Linked DNA regions of Oryctolagus cuniculus: region 2 is linked to region 1. The links are chromatin contacts, called in public Micro-C maps. All regions are on one chromosome and are shown on one strand. Each heading gives the region's core, a stretch centred on a gene start, on an enhancer-like site or on the middle of the called end of the contact. The rest is flanking DNA. Distances are from core to core; before and after follow the strand shown.

What was found. Hi-C and Micro-C count contacts between places; a contact is called where the count stands out from the background.
Region 2: a contact with region 1 is called in a Micro-C map of ear pinna, with 3 times the contacts expected there. The contact joins the promoter of FAM120C here to the promoter of PHF8 in region 1. A contact is called at or near these places in 2 of 6 Hi-C or Micro-C datasets (ear pinna and an unstated tissue).

The regions. Positions count from the first base shown.
Region 1 is chrX:38,079,327-38,086,929 of mOryCun1.1, forward strand. PHF8 (PHD finger protein 8) reads right to left here and starts at 4,610. Exons shown (of 21, transcript XM_070067349.1): 1 at 4,443-4,610; 2 at 2,022-2,226. The coding sequence starts at 2,119.
Region 2 is chrX:38,221,602-38,229,204 of mOryCun1.1, forward strand. It overlaps FAM120C (family with sequence similarity 120 member C), which reads right to left and starts at 3,494. Exons shown (of 16, transcript XM_002720026.5): 1 at 2,429-3,494. The coding sequence starts at 3,121.

The DNA of each region.
Region 1 (7,603 bases), core at 3,360-5,859:
CTTGGGCCCTGCACCCGCATGGGAGACCAGGAGAAGCACCTGGCTCCTGGCTTCGGATCAGCGCGGTGCGCTGGCTGCAGCAGCCATTGGGGGGTGAACCAACAGAAAAGGAAGACCTTTCTCTCTCTTTCTTTCTCTCTCTCTCTCTCTCACTGTCCACTCTGCCTGTCCAAAACAAAAACAAACAAACAAACAAAAAAAAAAGAAAAATACCTTTCAGGTTTGTGGGTAGATTAAATAATTTATGCAAAATCCTTGTCATAGTGTCTGGCACACAGTAAGCACTTAGGAAGCATTTATTCTCTGTTCCCAGAGTAGAGTTAGGGTCTTTATATTATAAGCAAAAATTCTCCAGGGCTGAACTACACATGTCCCATACAATCCAAAGGGCAACACACAATAGCTTTTCTCATGAACAGTCATTCATTCAAAACTGTACCCAATATCCATTACATATTTAGCACTGAACTAGCTCCAGCTAGCCTAATGAATGACAGACATATTTATAACTATGTTAAAATTATTTGTTTTTAACAAGATGCATACAAAATTTAATGTCAAACCCAGAAAGATTTCTCTAACAGGGGAGGTGTTCTATGAGTTGTAAAGAGAAGGAAATTAATGAGAATGGCATATACAAAGAGGCAGAAGAGAGTACAGAATTTTCCCAGACCTGCAGGTAGTTCAGTCTTGCTGGGACATAATCAAATGAGGAGGAGTGGCAGGAAATGATAGAACAATGAGATCACAAAAGGTCTTGTTTTTCACACAAAAGTTACTAAACTTCATCCTATAGGGGAAACACTGACAGAAGAATGTTTACCTGAGGAATTACTTGATCAGCACTAGCAAAGATAGCTAGAATCCTGAAAGACATCCCCAACTTACTTCCAGGGCAAGGGAAAAGACCCCACCTGCCAGGTTTGTTCCCTCTTAAACAACAAGGGGCAATAAACAGAACTCTGCACCTGGCACACAGTAAATAGTCAATAAAGATCAGTTAAATATGAATTGGGATGCACTGAGTGTGGGCAGTCAGTCCCTGCTGAGGGTCAAATTTTAGTTTAGTCTTGCACATGACAACAGAACAGCTCCTCTGCAAGGGGCTAATGACAGCTAGTGACAACTAACATGCATCAGGAGGGTGGCACCACAGAGTGTAAAAATTCCCCTCATGGTTATCTTTCCATAGCTGGGATTTTAATCCCAATAATGGGATAATATTACACTTTTATTCCACACACTAACCGCTCTGGAATCCTCAGTGACAGGTGCTTATGGGCACACATGGTTAACTTGAGGGAATTCATTAGCAATTTTACTCCTGCTGTTTTACCCAACGTCTCTTTTGCTTAATTAAATTTAGTTGGATGGTTCTGCAGATAAGTACTGTAAATACTATGGCATTTCTGCTTCCAAATTTATTGAGTTCGGGCAAAGTGCTTTATATAGTCCAGAGGATATATTTGATGCATGGTATAGGAAGAGACAATGAGGCTCAGAGAAGCAAAGCAACTTGCCCAAGGTCACTCTGATAGTAAGTGCAAAGCCATGGCTCCAATCCATGTTTGTTGGACTCAAATATCTCAAAAATGCAGTACTGTCTCCCCTGAAGCCAGTGTCTAAGGCAAAATACAAGTACCAGAATACAAAAATGACATTTTCTTTGTGGCTGGAGAGAAAGAGACTCAAATATGTTTTTTTAAAAAAAATTTCAAAAGAAGGGTGCAAAGAAATACATTGGGGAAAACAGAGAAAAAGGGGAAACCAGAGATTAAGGACCTGGCTAGGCCCTGGTTTGCAAGGAGGGAGGAAGGGAGGAAGATGGGAGGGAGGGAGTGAGTGGGTGAGTGAGTGAGTGAGCTAGCAAGCAGGGTACTGGGATGGTAATTAATTATTGGTAGTGGTGGTTGGTTAGAGGGGTGTTTCTGAGCCTGAGCGGGAACCTAAAACAGAGCTGAAGAAAGGAGAGCGAGCAAGTGAGCCACTACACCTTGTCCAGCCTGGCCTGCCCTCCTTACCTGCCGTGAAACCAGTCCTGGCACATGTCACACTCAATCATGAAGCGGGTCACATCGTAAGGCAGCCGGCAGAGGCAATACACGGGCACCGAGGCCATCTTCCCCCTGCCTGGGAGCGTTCCGTGGAGGGCCAGGTTCGTGATGGCAGGAGGGGCCGGAGGCGGCAGCGGCAGCGGCGGCGGCACGCGTCCTCTCTGGACGAAGGCTAGGCACAAACAACACTTTTTACAGAGTGAATCAGGTGTCCCCCTCCCCCGCCGCCCCCGTCCCCGCCCTCGCCCTCGCCCCCGCCCCCGCCTCCAGCCAGGGTTCCCGAGCGGCGGGCGCGTCCGGCGGCGGGATGCAACCCAGCTGGCGCGGCTGTAGGGGGCCCCGGAGCAAGTCCGCCCGGCCTATAGAATTTCTTTCACACGGAAAGAGCGTCGGGCGCTTGGCCGTCCAGGCTCCCCGCCCCCCACCCCCCCCACACCCCACCTCCCCGGGCCCCAAGTCCGTGATAACTTCTTTCCGGGTTTCAGGATAATACCTGACGCCTTTTCAGGAAGGCTTTTAATCCCTCACGGAAAACCCTTCCTCCCCCTTCCCCCCTCGGGGGGCTCGCTTTTATGGGGAGACAAAACCCCAGCCTAAAGAATGAGGCTCGGGGTGGGGTGGGGGTGTGCCTCGCGGAAAGCCCCTTCTTTCACACACCCCCCAAAATAGAGGCAGCCTTGAAAAGTCTGCTCGGGTTACTCGGAAATTATCTCAAAGCCTTCGGGAACAAGGCAGAGCCTACTGGGCGCTCAACTCCAATCACAGTTCTGGGGTCGCGTTTGCTGAGTTTAAATGATCCCTTCCGTCACTCTCAGTCTATCCGTCCGCTCCCGACCCGTCAGGAGTCTCGTCACCCTCCCCACCCCCCAAAAGGAAAGGGATCCCAATTTCAAAACTGATCAGCTCGTCCCCTACTTGAAAAATGGCACGGTTCTCGTTGCACCCCTCAAACTAAAAACCATCTCTTTCCCCAAACCCCGAAGCTGGGTAGAATCTCCTCAGTCTCCCGAAACTAAGCATGGATTGTTTCTTGTCGCTCCAAAACTGGCAGGCATCTCCTCACAGCCCCCTGAAACTCATCAGCGTTTCCGCGTCCCTCCGCCCCCCCCCCCCCCCGCCGCCACAAATTGACAGGGATCTACATCATCCTAGAATCTGAAACTGACAGGAATCTCCTCACAGCCCCCGAAACTTACGAGGATCGCCTCACGCCTCCCCAACTGACAGGAACCTCCTCACGTCCCCAAACCTGACAAGAACGTCTTCAATCCTGAACCGTACAAGGGCTCCTCACGCCCGCGGAGCTCAGTCCCAGCGACACGCCGGCGGCCGGGCTCGCTCCGCGGCGGCGCGGCGCCTCGCTCAGCGGAGGCTCGCCGGGCAGTTCCGGCCCCAGCGGCGGCGCGCGCCGAATTCTGGGAGAGACGCCGTAACGCAGCAAACCTTGCTCGCTTTTCCCCTCAAGCCACCCCCCGGGTCGCGAGGTGCTGCCGCCCGCAGGGATTCAGGAGAGCTTTCTCCACAGCACACCCCCACCCCACCCCCCGGCCCGGCCCGTTTGGGCCTACTGGAAACCACGGTTCAGGCCTAGTCCAGCGGCCGCTTCCCCCCCCAACCCCCACCCCACCCCACCCCGGCCAACGGGCTAGTGGCGTTGTCGCTGAGCCGGCAGCAGATTGCAGCGAGCAAATCAGCGAGGAATGAAATGAACCGGCCCCTAGGTCTGAGAAAGACGATCCAAAAAGTCACCGGCAGAAGCCCGGTGGTGGTGGTAGACAATTCAGGGGAGTCAATAAAGTTTATTCAAAACAACGAGGAAGTTGGGGAGGAGAAATATGAGGTAAACAGCTACCATATTGAGAGTGGCGGCACGGCCGCCGAGAGGCGAGCCGGCCGCCATCTTATGAAGGCCGGGCATGCGAGGTAACCGCGGTGGAGGCGGGGAGCAGCGCGCCGGCGACTCCCGCGTGACGTAATCGGGGGCGGAGCAGCACCTTGAGAAAGGAGGGCGGTGTTCAGCTACCTTTAGACCCGCTCGTCTCTTAAAGGTGCCCAATAGCCGCCGAAGACCTTGAGCCAAGAGGCGGAGAAGCCGCCATCTTAGGCGAGGCAGGCGTTTGGTTCCATTTTGAGTGGGGCCAGAAATTTCCTAGCCTTCCTCCTCCTCTGGGCACGCAGGGAGTTAAGCAGTTCTGTCACACACACACGCTCGCGCTCGCTCTCGCTCTCGCACACACTCACACACACGCACTCCTCCTCCTCAGCCTTCTCCTCCTATGAGAAGAGGTGAACTCCACGACTCCAAACTACAAAATTAATAGGCGACGGGGGCGGGCTGCAGCCGGGGTACAGGCAGAGTAGTCCCAGAGGCTCCCGTTCGTTGCGCACCTTCAGCGGCCCCATAAGCTCTTTCCCACGGTCTCCATGTCGCTTGTTCTTTACCCTGTGAGGGAAGCTCTGTCGTTACCCCGAAATACAGCTTAAGAGAAGCCTGCTTCAGAAGCGGGAAGTTAAACCTTTCGCCTTCTGCCACCTCGGCGTTTCAACTTCATCCCCTCCCTCTGTGTTGCTTGGCTCCTCCCTCTGAACTCTTTTGCATTGACCCTGTTACTCAGTTCAAATTGGGTTCATGGATTTTGCTTCACCTGTTCCAAGATTTTCTGACTGCAGCCTGAGGGGGTGGGATTACAAGAGAGGTTGAGTGAATCCAGCTCAAAACACCTGGTCGTGGTTTTCAAAAGCACTCTAGAAATTAATCTAGTTCGCTTAATAGACCTCCTTCTTAAAGGGCCCCAATACTTAAAAAAAATGTGGGGTTAGCATCTTGGCGTAGCAGGACTCGGCCTGTAGTGTGGGCACCTGTATGGGCACCAGTTAGCACCCTGGCTGTTCCACTTCTGATCCTGCTCTCTGCTATGGCCTGGGACAACAGTGGAAGATGGCCCAGGGGCTTGGGCCCCTGCACCCACGTGGAAGACCCAGAAGCAACTTCTGGCTTCGGCCTGGCCCAGCTCTGGCTGTTGAGACCATTTGGGGAGTGAACCAGCGGATGGAAGACCTTTCTGTCTTTCCCTCTCTCTGTAACTCGACCTCCCAGATAAGTAAATCTTTTAAAAAAACAGAAAATTGTGTGCGTGTGCATATGCACAGTGGCGTACAGCAATTTCCTAATCAGTGCCCTTTGAGTTATGTTCTGACGATACTCATAGTGACGACAGTGTGTTAGGTCCTGGAGTACTTGTACAATGATGAAAAGATTTCCCTCTGCAGTGGGAAATAACAAGCCAGGGCAGGAGACAAGTTTGCAAGTATGCAATTGGAATGGAAGACCCAGTAAGCACACAAATACCTCATGCAAAGAGCAAAGTGAAGCTACGAAACAGCTGGGGCAGTGTGTGTAGGGGGTGGTTCCTGGTTCAGCAGGTTAAGCTGCCACCTTGGACACCAGCCTCCCCTATACCCACATTCCCTAGGAGAGTGCCTGAGTTCAAGTCCTGACTACTCCCAATCCAGCTCCCTCCTAGTACACCTAGAAGTCAACAGGTGATAACCCAAGTGCTTAGGTTTCCGCAAACTACGTGCAGGAATTTGGGGGAAGTGAGTCAACAGATGAAAGATGGCTCTTTTCTCTCTCTCTGTCACTCGGCATTTCAAATAAATAAACAAATAAGATAAAAGAAAGAGCCTCAGAAACTGTTTGCTGCGGCTAGGAAGACGTCAGGAAGATTCGGAGGCTACAGAAATAAACAAGAATAAGTACATAAAAGGATCAACATGTACAAATGCATGGAGGCACATACATTTCCCTAAAGATATTGACTATTGTTGAAACAAAGAGGAAGGACAAAATATAGGTAGGAAGTCAAACTAAGTAAAGAGGGCAAGAAAGATTGCAAAAAATGCAAGAGTTTAGATTTTATCCTGAAAGCAGTAAGAAACCAGTGAAGGGTTTTCAGCAGGAGTAACTAAGTCACACTTGTGTCTTAGCCAGAGGAAATTCCAATTTTAGTGGGATCTGAAGCTTACAGTTTGGGGGAGGGAGGATGTCTTAAAGAAAAGAATAGGTGTAGGGAGTAGGTGGGCCCATTTGACCCAGCAGTCAAGACCCTACTTGGGGAGCCCACCCTGCGGCGTACTAAGTTAAGCCTCTGCCTACGGAGCCAAAATCCCATGTGGGCGGCCAGTGTCCCAGCTATTCCTCTTCCAATTCACCTATCTGCTTAAGGCCTGGGAAAGCAGTGAAAGATGGCCCAAGTGCTTGGGCCCCTGCATCCATGTGGGAGACCTGGAAGAAGCTCCTAATTTTGTCTTAGCCCAGCTCTGGCCTTTGCTCCATTTGGGGACTGAACCAGCAGTTAGATCTGTCTCTCCTTCTCTCTGTAACTCTACCTCTCAAATAAATAAATAAAATAGTAAAAAAAATATTATTTATTTGAGAGGTGGAGTTACAGACAGTGAGAGGGAGAGAAAGAGAGAAAGGTCCTCCTTCCGTTGGTTCACTCCCCAAATGGCCGCAACGGCCAGAGGTGTGCCGATCTGAAGCCAGGAGCCAAGTGCTTCTTCTTGGTCTGCCATGCGGGTGCAGGGGCCCAAGGACTTGGGCCATCTTCTACTCCTTTTCCAGGCCACAGCAGACAGTTGGATTGGAAGAGGAGCAGCTGGGACTCGCACTGGCACCCGGATGGGATGCCAGCGCCACAGGCAGATTATCCTACTGTGCCACAGCAGCGGCACCAATAATCTTTAAAAAAAAAAAAAAGCACCCTACTTGGGACTCTGGAATCCCATATCATAGTGCTTGTTTTATTTTATTTTTTTTTTTTTTTATTTTTGACAGGCAGAGTGGACAGTGAGAGAGAGACAGAGAGAGAAAGGTCTTCCTTTTTGCCGTTGGTTCACCCTCCAATGGCCGCCGCTGCAGCCGGCGCACCGCGCTGATCCGATGGCAGGAGCCAGGAGCCAGGTGCTTTTTCCTGGTCTCCCATGGGGTGCAGGGCCCAAGCACCTGGGCCATCCTCCACTGCACTCCCTGGCCATAGCAGAGAGCTGGCCTGGAAGAGGGGCAACCGGGACAGAATCCGGCGCCCCGACCGGGACTAGAACCCGGTGTGCCGGCGCCGCAAGGTGGAGGATTAGCCTATTGAGCCACGGCGCCGGCCTCATAGTGCTTGTTTTAGAGTCCTGGTTCTGTTTTGGATTCTAGCTTCCTGCTGATGCAAACCCTGGGAGGCAGCAGGTGATGGCTCAAGTAGTTGAGCTCCTGCCACCCACATGAGACACCTGGATTGAGTTCTGGGCTCCTGACTTCAGCCAGCCCCTGCTGTTGGGGACATTTGATGAGTGACAGATCTTTCTCTGTCTCTGTATATTTCTCTCTGCCTTTCAAATAAAATGATAATAAGTGGCATGTTTTTGAAGTTCTTTTTTTAAAAAAAGAAATATAGACTTATGGATACAAAATTAGATTCAAAGGTGAGCAAGAAGAGTATTTCTAGAAGCAACTTCTACACCTGGGTAATATGTGTGACTAGAAGTGATATAAACCACAT
Region 2 (7,603 bases), core at 2,244-4,743, 140 kb after region 1:
TGGTAAGTATGACAAAATACACTTAGGGTTGGTTGCTTCTCAAAAATTTTGACTGATGCGATATGTTTATAAACAAAAAAGCTTGGAAGCCACGAACCCATAGTCAACCTTCACCTCTCCTGCCAACCTGCGATAAAAACCTATTGAGAGCTCACAATTGGCCATCTGAGGTCTCCATACCTTGCCCACTATCTGGACTATCCTTAGCCCTCTTCTCGGCTCCACGCAAGCTGTGAAGCCTCTGACAACTTTCACTTCCTCATCCAGAATTAACCACCTGCACAAAGGGGCTACATTTTACGTCATTTCTAAATGGGGTACTGTATCTGCAATTCTGCTTTCAGTCTGTCTCTCAGGAAACCCTGACCTCCTTGATGGCAACAATCACTTCATTTACCTCGGAATCCAGAGGAACCAGCACACAATGCTTAGGCTACAGCAAGCATCAAAAAGGGAAAAAGAAAAAAGAATGACCTGAACCTGTCTTTAGCCTGGAGCCAGGACAGAGCTTAGTTGTAAATGGAAATGATAAAAATCACAGTTCACAGTTGGCACTTTGCAAAAATTCAACTTAGAGCTCCATTCTTAAGCACATGAGCTTTGGAGACAGACTGCGTGGGCATGCATCCCAGAACCCCAGCTCTGTGACATACTGCTAGGTGACTTTGGGCAAGTCTCTAAACCACCTGTGCCTCAGTTCCCCCATTTGGAAAACAGGACTGTTATCACAGGTAACTGTTGAAGATTCAGTGAGCTAACAATTTTTTTTAAAGCACCTTATCACCTGGCGCACAGTAAGCATTCTATCAATGTAGTTGCTATTACCAGCAACCAGGTTAATTTATGACAGTGAGGTAAAAAGTTTCTAAAGTCTAGGTGGTAGCAGCGAAAGGGAAGTGGAAAGAATGGCTGTGAATGAAGAAATCTACTTCAACATGTTCGGTCAGGAGGACAAGCAAATAGGTACATTTTCTGTTTTTTTTTTTTTTTTTTTTTTTTTTTTTCTACTTTGCAGGCTTGAGATAGCTTATGACTGGATCCTTCATTACCAAAAATGACTATCATCTACCCAGCCTACGCACAGATTTGATGCTGGGCACGTGGCCTCCAGCACGGCTGGACTCCAGCCACAAGCTATAAACACTACAAGCTCCTCTCTGTGGGTCTTTCAATCTCTCAGCTGACATTTCTTTCCTCCTCATGACTCCACCCTGCGCTACTTCTTAAGATCGTGATGCCCGTCATCCCCCTCACTGCGGCGATGTCCCCAAGAACCTCAGCTGGGGAATGGGTTTGTGGTTTTGTCCTACCCAACCCTGTGCTACTTTTGTCTTCTTCCTGCCCACCTCTTTACTTCTCAAGCCTTGCTATTCCTTACACGTAGGAACTTGAAACCTTAGAGTATGGGAAAGCAACAGAGCAAAAGCAGTGGTGCCAAGAACCAGGGATGCTGCCAAAGCTGTTCCCCAGGCCCCATATGCAGTGCCCCAACTACATGCGGACTGGATTTAACAGCCCACGGGGCCTCATACACTTGATATTCCCTTTCTGCTTTTGCTCACGCTCCTTCCCACTTAAAGCAACCTCCTCCCAAAGCTGCGGCCCATTCAAATCCAACCCATCCGTGAAGACCTAGGAGAGTTCCAACTTCTCCAGGGAAGCCTCCCCGGAACCATTTCAGTGCACAGATATCAGTCCCCACCCCCACCCCAACCACAGGTACTGTACTTACTGTCTGTAGCAGAGAAACAGTCACATACATTTATATGATTAAATAAATGTTCTGTGTGTACATATTTCATCCCCCAAGGGCAGGAGCTGTTCTCACATGTCTTTCAAACCCATTACATTACACTCAGTGGGTTAATACTTGTTGAACAGTGACTCCAATCAGTGGGGTGTATTTTTTTCTTTGTTTCATTAGGCTAAGGTAAGGAGGAAGTAGAAGCATGAAAAAGGTTGAATGAGCAGATGGACAAAAAAGGACAGTCAAAATGGAAAAACAAAGTAAAGGAAAGGTGTTCAATGAACATCCGTTTAGTTGATCTGCTGTGAGATTAGAGAAAAGTGTAAGAAAGAGATGCCAACTGCAAAAGGCAGGGAAAAGTCACATCGGTTTGAGGAAGATGACGGCAGAAGAAAGGCGAGACAACAAAACAACTGAATTCTGCTAAAACCTAAATACTGGGCAATAGGATAAGTGACGGGAAAGGGAGCTACCAGGATGACATGGGTAGAGAGGTGATAGGGGGTGGTATGAAAGGGGGGTAGGAGACGTAAGATGGGAGAGGGTAGTTAGGGAAATAGGTTAGCTGATTGGGCGGGTAAGTGGATAGATGGGAGGCAGGTAAGTGGATAGGTGGTTAGGTGTTTAGTTCAGAGGGAACAGGTGTGGGGCGTGTTATTTAAGATCCGGCCCCTCCCTCACCTTGACCCGGAAGCGGATGAGTGCTAGCCTCACGCAGTGGCTCAGGCAGGCCGGTGGCAGGAACCAGGCCCGCGGTGGAGGGGTGCCCTTGTTGCCCACGTGTCCCACGATCAGTTGCGCTGTCTGCCGCTCGGCCTGGCACCGACGGCCCCACTCAGCCAGCCGGTCCTTGCCCAGGCCCCCGGGGAACATGACCACCAGCTCCAGGCCGTCGCCGCCGGGATAGGCACAAGCCTGGCACAGCGCTGACAAGTAGCCCAGCATGGCGTTCCATTGGCCGCCACACACCCAATCCGTTTGGTAGCCGCCATAAAGCCGCGGCAGCGCCGAGCCCGCGTCTACCAGCACCCTGGCACCAGGCAGCGGTGGGGGCGGCGGTGGCAGCGGTGGGTGCAGCCCGGGCGGCGCCTGGCCGTGGTGGTGGAAGTGGTGAGCGGGGTGATGGTGCCGGGTCGGCCCTGCGCCCCCGGAATAGGCACCCAAGGCAGCGGGCGGGAGCGGCGGTTGCAGAGGCGTGGAGCCCCTGGCGACGCGTGGAGCTCCAGGCGCTAGGGCTGCCGTCGGTGGCAGCTGGCGGTGCAGGTGCTGCTGCTGCTGGCGAGAAACCGTGCGTGCGAGCTTAAGGAGGTCCACGGGCACCACGGCCCCAGGACAGCGCTTCTCCAGGAACTCTTGGAAGCCCTGGACGCCCATGCTTCGTCGGTGGGCAGACGAGACGGCGGCTGCGCGAGCAGGCTAGGCGGCGATCTGGGCGCGAAGCTGGGGGCGGGCGCGTGCGCACTCCGCGGGGGGCGAGGGGGGCGGGAAAAGGATTCCCGAGGGGAGGGGTGAGGGAGCGAGGGAATGAGGGCGGGGAGGGGAGGAGACCACAGATTGGATTTGGGTGCAGAGGAAAGGTAAGGCAGACCGGACTCAGAAGAGGCTGCGAGGAAAAAAGCGATGATGGGCTCTAGTCACGTCTCTTTTTTTTTCCTGCTCTCCGGCTGCTGTTAACCGCTGCAAAGGGGGTGAAGCCTCTTCCTTCCACCTTCGGGAGCCATGTTGCCTCGTCTTCTCTATGGTACACGCTTTCTAGCGAGAGGAGGGGCGGCGGGGCGGAGCGGCGAGGCATCCTGGGAGTTGTAGTAATCTTCCCTATGGCGTCGGGATGCAGTCGAGGAACAGGACTACCACTCCTGTCAGGCCTTGCGTTCACAGGGTCACGAGAGGCGGGGCTTGATGATCTGTGTTTAGCATTTGCACTCCAACTGCATGCATCCCACCGAATTGCTTCAGGGTATTTACTGCCTATCCCAGGAAAAGGAGTTTGGTGGGGACAGAGTGATGCATCATGGGAAAGGAAGTAGAATAGATGGATTGAATTCAGCTGAAGTGAGCTAAAATTCCCCAAGAAGGAGAATTTAGCATAGCTTTTAATGAATGAGAAAGAACATACATGAGATACAAACATAACTGCTACCATTTCTGTAGAATTCCACTTTGTAGCTACTGTAATTCTTGGAAAAGTTGTTGGCCTCAGCTGGGAATGCTGAGACAGTGTTTATTTGCCCAAGGCAATGCAGAGACAAAGGAAAACTAAATATCCCTTGCCCTAGGGAACTCACTGGTCTAGGAGATAAGCACCAACACAAATTACACTGCAAGTTGTATCTTTTTTGGTACCATTGAGCTACTGTGTCCAATGTGAAGGCCTTGATTTCCAACCCTCATTGGCAATTAGTCTGTCTGAGAGATTTTCAAAATACCTGCAAGGGCTCTAATTTCAGACATACAGAGACATGATCATTTCAAAAATCTATTTGCAGCATGCTCCTCACATGGAAACAATGTAACAGCTGCCTTCTGTCTGGCTTTTAGGGTCCACTCTTTCAGCAGGAATAGAGCAGAAAACAAGCTGTGAAGAGACTAGTCAGATAGGACTTGGAACTTACTAGAAGTTGAGATAATGGCAGGCAGAGTTACATGTAGGACTCCCCTATCGGAGTACCTGGGTTTGCTACCTGGCTATAACCCTGACTCCAGCTTCCTACTTGCTACTCCCAGACCCTGGGAGGCAGTTAGTGATGGCTCAACTGATTAGGTTTCTACTACCTATGTGGGAGACCTCCATTAAATTCTGGGCTCTTGCCAACAGCCCCTGAGCATTTGGGAGGTGAGCCAGCAGATTACCATCTGGAGCATGGATCTCTCTGCCCTTAAAAAATCCAGAACCCAACAGTATCATGATGGGTGAGGGGGTCAGCATTGTGGCGCAGCAGGATAAGCCATTGCCTGTGACACCGGCTTCCCATATGAGCAACAGTTTGAGTCCTGGCTGCTCTACTTCCCATCCAACTCCCTGCTAATGCATCTGGGAAGGTACCTGAAGATGCCCCCAGAAACTTGGGCCCCTGCTTCCCATGGGGCAGACCCAGATAGAATTCTAGGCTCCTGGCTTCAGTCTGGCCCAGCCCCAGACTTCGTGGCCATTTGGCGGGTCAACCCACTGGATGGGAGATCTCTATCTCTCCCTCTCAGTAACTGTGCCTTTCAAATCAATAAACACATCTTTTTAAAAAAAAGATGGAGGGGCTGGCGCCGCGGCTCACTAGGCTAATCCTCCGCCTTGCGGCGCTGGCACACCGGGTTCTAGTCCCAGTCGGGGCCCCAGATTCTGTCCCAGTTGCCCCTCTTCCAGGCCAGCTCTCTGCTATGGCCTGGGAGTGCAGTGGAGGATGGCCCAAGTACTTGGTCCCTGCACCCCATGGGAGACCAGGATAAGTACCTGGCTCCTGCCATCGGATCAGCGCCATGCGCCAGCTGCGGCGGCCATTGGAGGGTGAACCAACGGCAAAAAGGAAGACCTTTCTCTCTGTCTCTCTCTCTCTCACTGTCCACTCTGCCTGTCAAAAAAAAAAAAAAAAAAAAGATGGAGGATCAGTGCTGTGGTGTAGCAGATAAAACTGCAGCCTGTAATGTCAGCATCCCATATGGGTACTTTTTTTTTAAAGATTTGTTTTATTTATTTGAAAGACAGAGTTACAGAGAGAGGTAGAGAGAAAGAGAGAGGTCTTCACTCCCCAGGTGGCTGTAATGGCTGGAGCTGTGCCGATCCGAAGCCAGGAGCCAGGAACTTCCTCTGGGTCTCCCATGCGGTTGCAGGTGGCCCAAGCACTTGGGCCATCCTCCACTGCTTTCCCAAGCCACAGCAGAGAGCTGGATCGGAAGTGGAGCAGCTTGGACTAGAACTGGTGCCCATATGGGATGCCGGTGCTTCAGGCCAGGGCTTTAACCCACTTTACCACAGCGCCGGCCCCATGGGCACTGGTTTGAGTCCTGGATGCTCCACTTCCAATCCAGCTCCCTGTTAATGTGCCTGGGAAAGCAGCAGAGGGAGATCTGGATGAAGCAATTGGCTTCAGATCAGCCCAGCTCTGGCCTTTGTGGCCATTTGGGGAGTGAACCAGCAGTTGGATGATTCTCTCTCTCTCACACACACACACACTCTCTCTTTTTCTAGTTCTGCCTTTCAAACAAATAAATGAATCTTTAAAAAAAAAATGAGTGAGGCCTGAGAACATACTATTCAGATGCAGAAACAAACAAAAAAATCTAAGTGCCGTAAGAGGATTTTTTTTTTATCAAGAGTAGTGGAGAGAGAACAAATCAGAGTGACAAAGAATAAGTAGATGGTGGAGTGAGTGACATAGCAAACTTAGAAACATGCAGCAAAGGGAGAGGGCAGGGCCTGAAGGGATGAAGGCTGGGAGGAATAGCAGATTGCTAGTAAAACGGAGACCTACTGGGGGCTCTCCTAGTCCTACTTCTCCAAGAATTGATCCTACCCTCCCCCACTTAGAGGGTTACAGCAAAAACTGTTTCTATAACCACGAAGTGGGTCAGAAGTAGACATCTAATCTGACCTGCATTGATCAAAATCTCCATTCGTAAAAATTTAGAATTAGAGATAACAGCTTTTTTTCTAAGTAGAAATCTTGGAAGCTGTCAGCAGTTTTCCCGCTAAGAGGGATAAGACTAAAAGACATTTGTCAGCATTGTGGCACAGCAGCTTAAGCCGCTTGAGACGCCAGCCTCCCATATGCTAGTTCATGTCCTGGCTGCTCCACTTCCAAGCCAGCTCCCTGCTGATGCACCTGGAAGGGCCGCTGAAGAAGGCCCACGTGCTTGGGCCCCTGTGCTGTAGCTCTGGGCTCCCAGCTCCAACCTGGCCCACCTCTTGCTGTTGCAGCCATGTGCGGAGTGAACCAGCCTTTAAAATAAATAAATTCTTTTTTAGAAAGATGCTGGTCAGTAGAAAGAGAAGTAAAATGCAGACCCTCAGAGAAGAGCAGAGATGAGAGGTAGGACGTCTCTGTTGTTGGGACCTGTGTTCAAGTCCCAGGTTCCAGAACAGTCTCCTTTTCCCCATTTATTTGAGAAGCAGAGAGAAACAGAGACAGAGAGCTGCCATCCACTGCTTCACTCCCCAAATGGCTGCAACAGCTGGGGCTGGGCCAAGCTGAAGCTGGGGAGCCAGGAACTCAATCCAGGCCCCCATACCAGTGGCAGGAACCCAACTGCTTGAGCTGTCGCCTGCTGCCTCCAAGGGTGGGTGCACATTAGCCAGAAGCTGGAACTGGGAGCAGATCCAGAACTCCAACCCAGGCACTCCAATACTGGATGCAGACATCCCAAGTGGTGTCTTAACCTCTATATTCAAATGCTGCTTCCCAGATCATTATTATTAAAATGTTTATGTATTTGAAAGGCAGAGAGATGGGTCTCCAATCTGTTGGTTGAGTCCCCAAATACCTGCAACAGCCAGAGGTGGGCCAGACCTAAGCCAGGATCCAGAAACTCAAGTTGGATCTTCCACATGAATAGCAGGGACTCAGCCACTCACCTGCCCCTCGCCCCAGCATGCACATTAGCAGGAAGCTGGAATCAGGGGCAAAGCTGGGAAAGACTCCAGTGTGATATGTAGGTAGCTCAAACAGCACCCTAACCACTGTGCCAAATGCCAACTCAGATCATTGTTGAGGCATTTTCGTCCTTGATTTTTGTCCTTATTAAAGTGTTTTTAATAGAGAGTTGGGTTAGAAGTGACTTATGTAAAAGAACGTCAATTAATTCTAGAACTGCTACTGAAAATGGGAGGAGGCCAATTACAGACCTGAAAATGTGGAGCTAACAGAG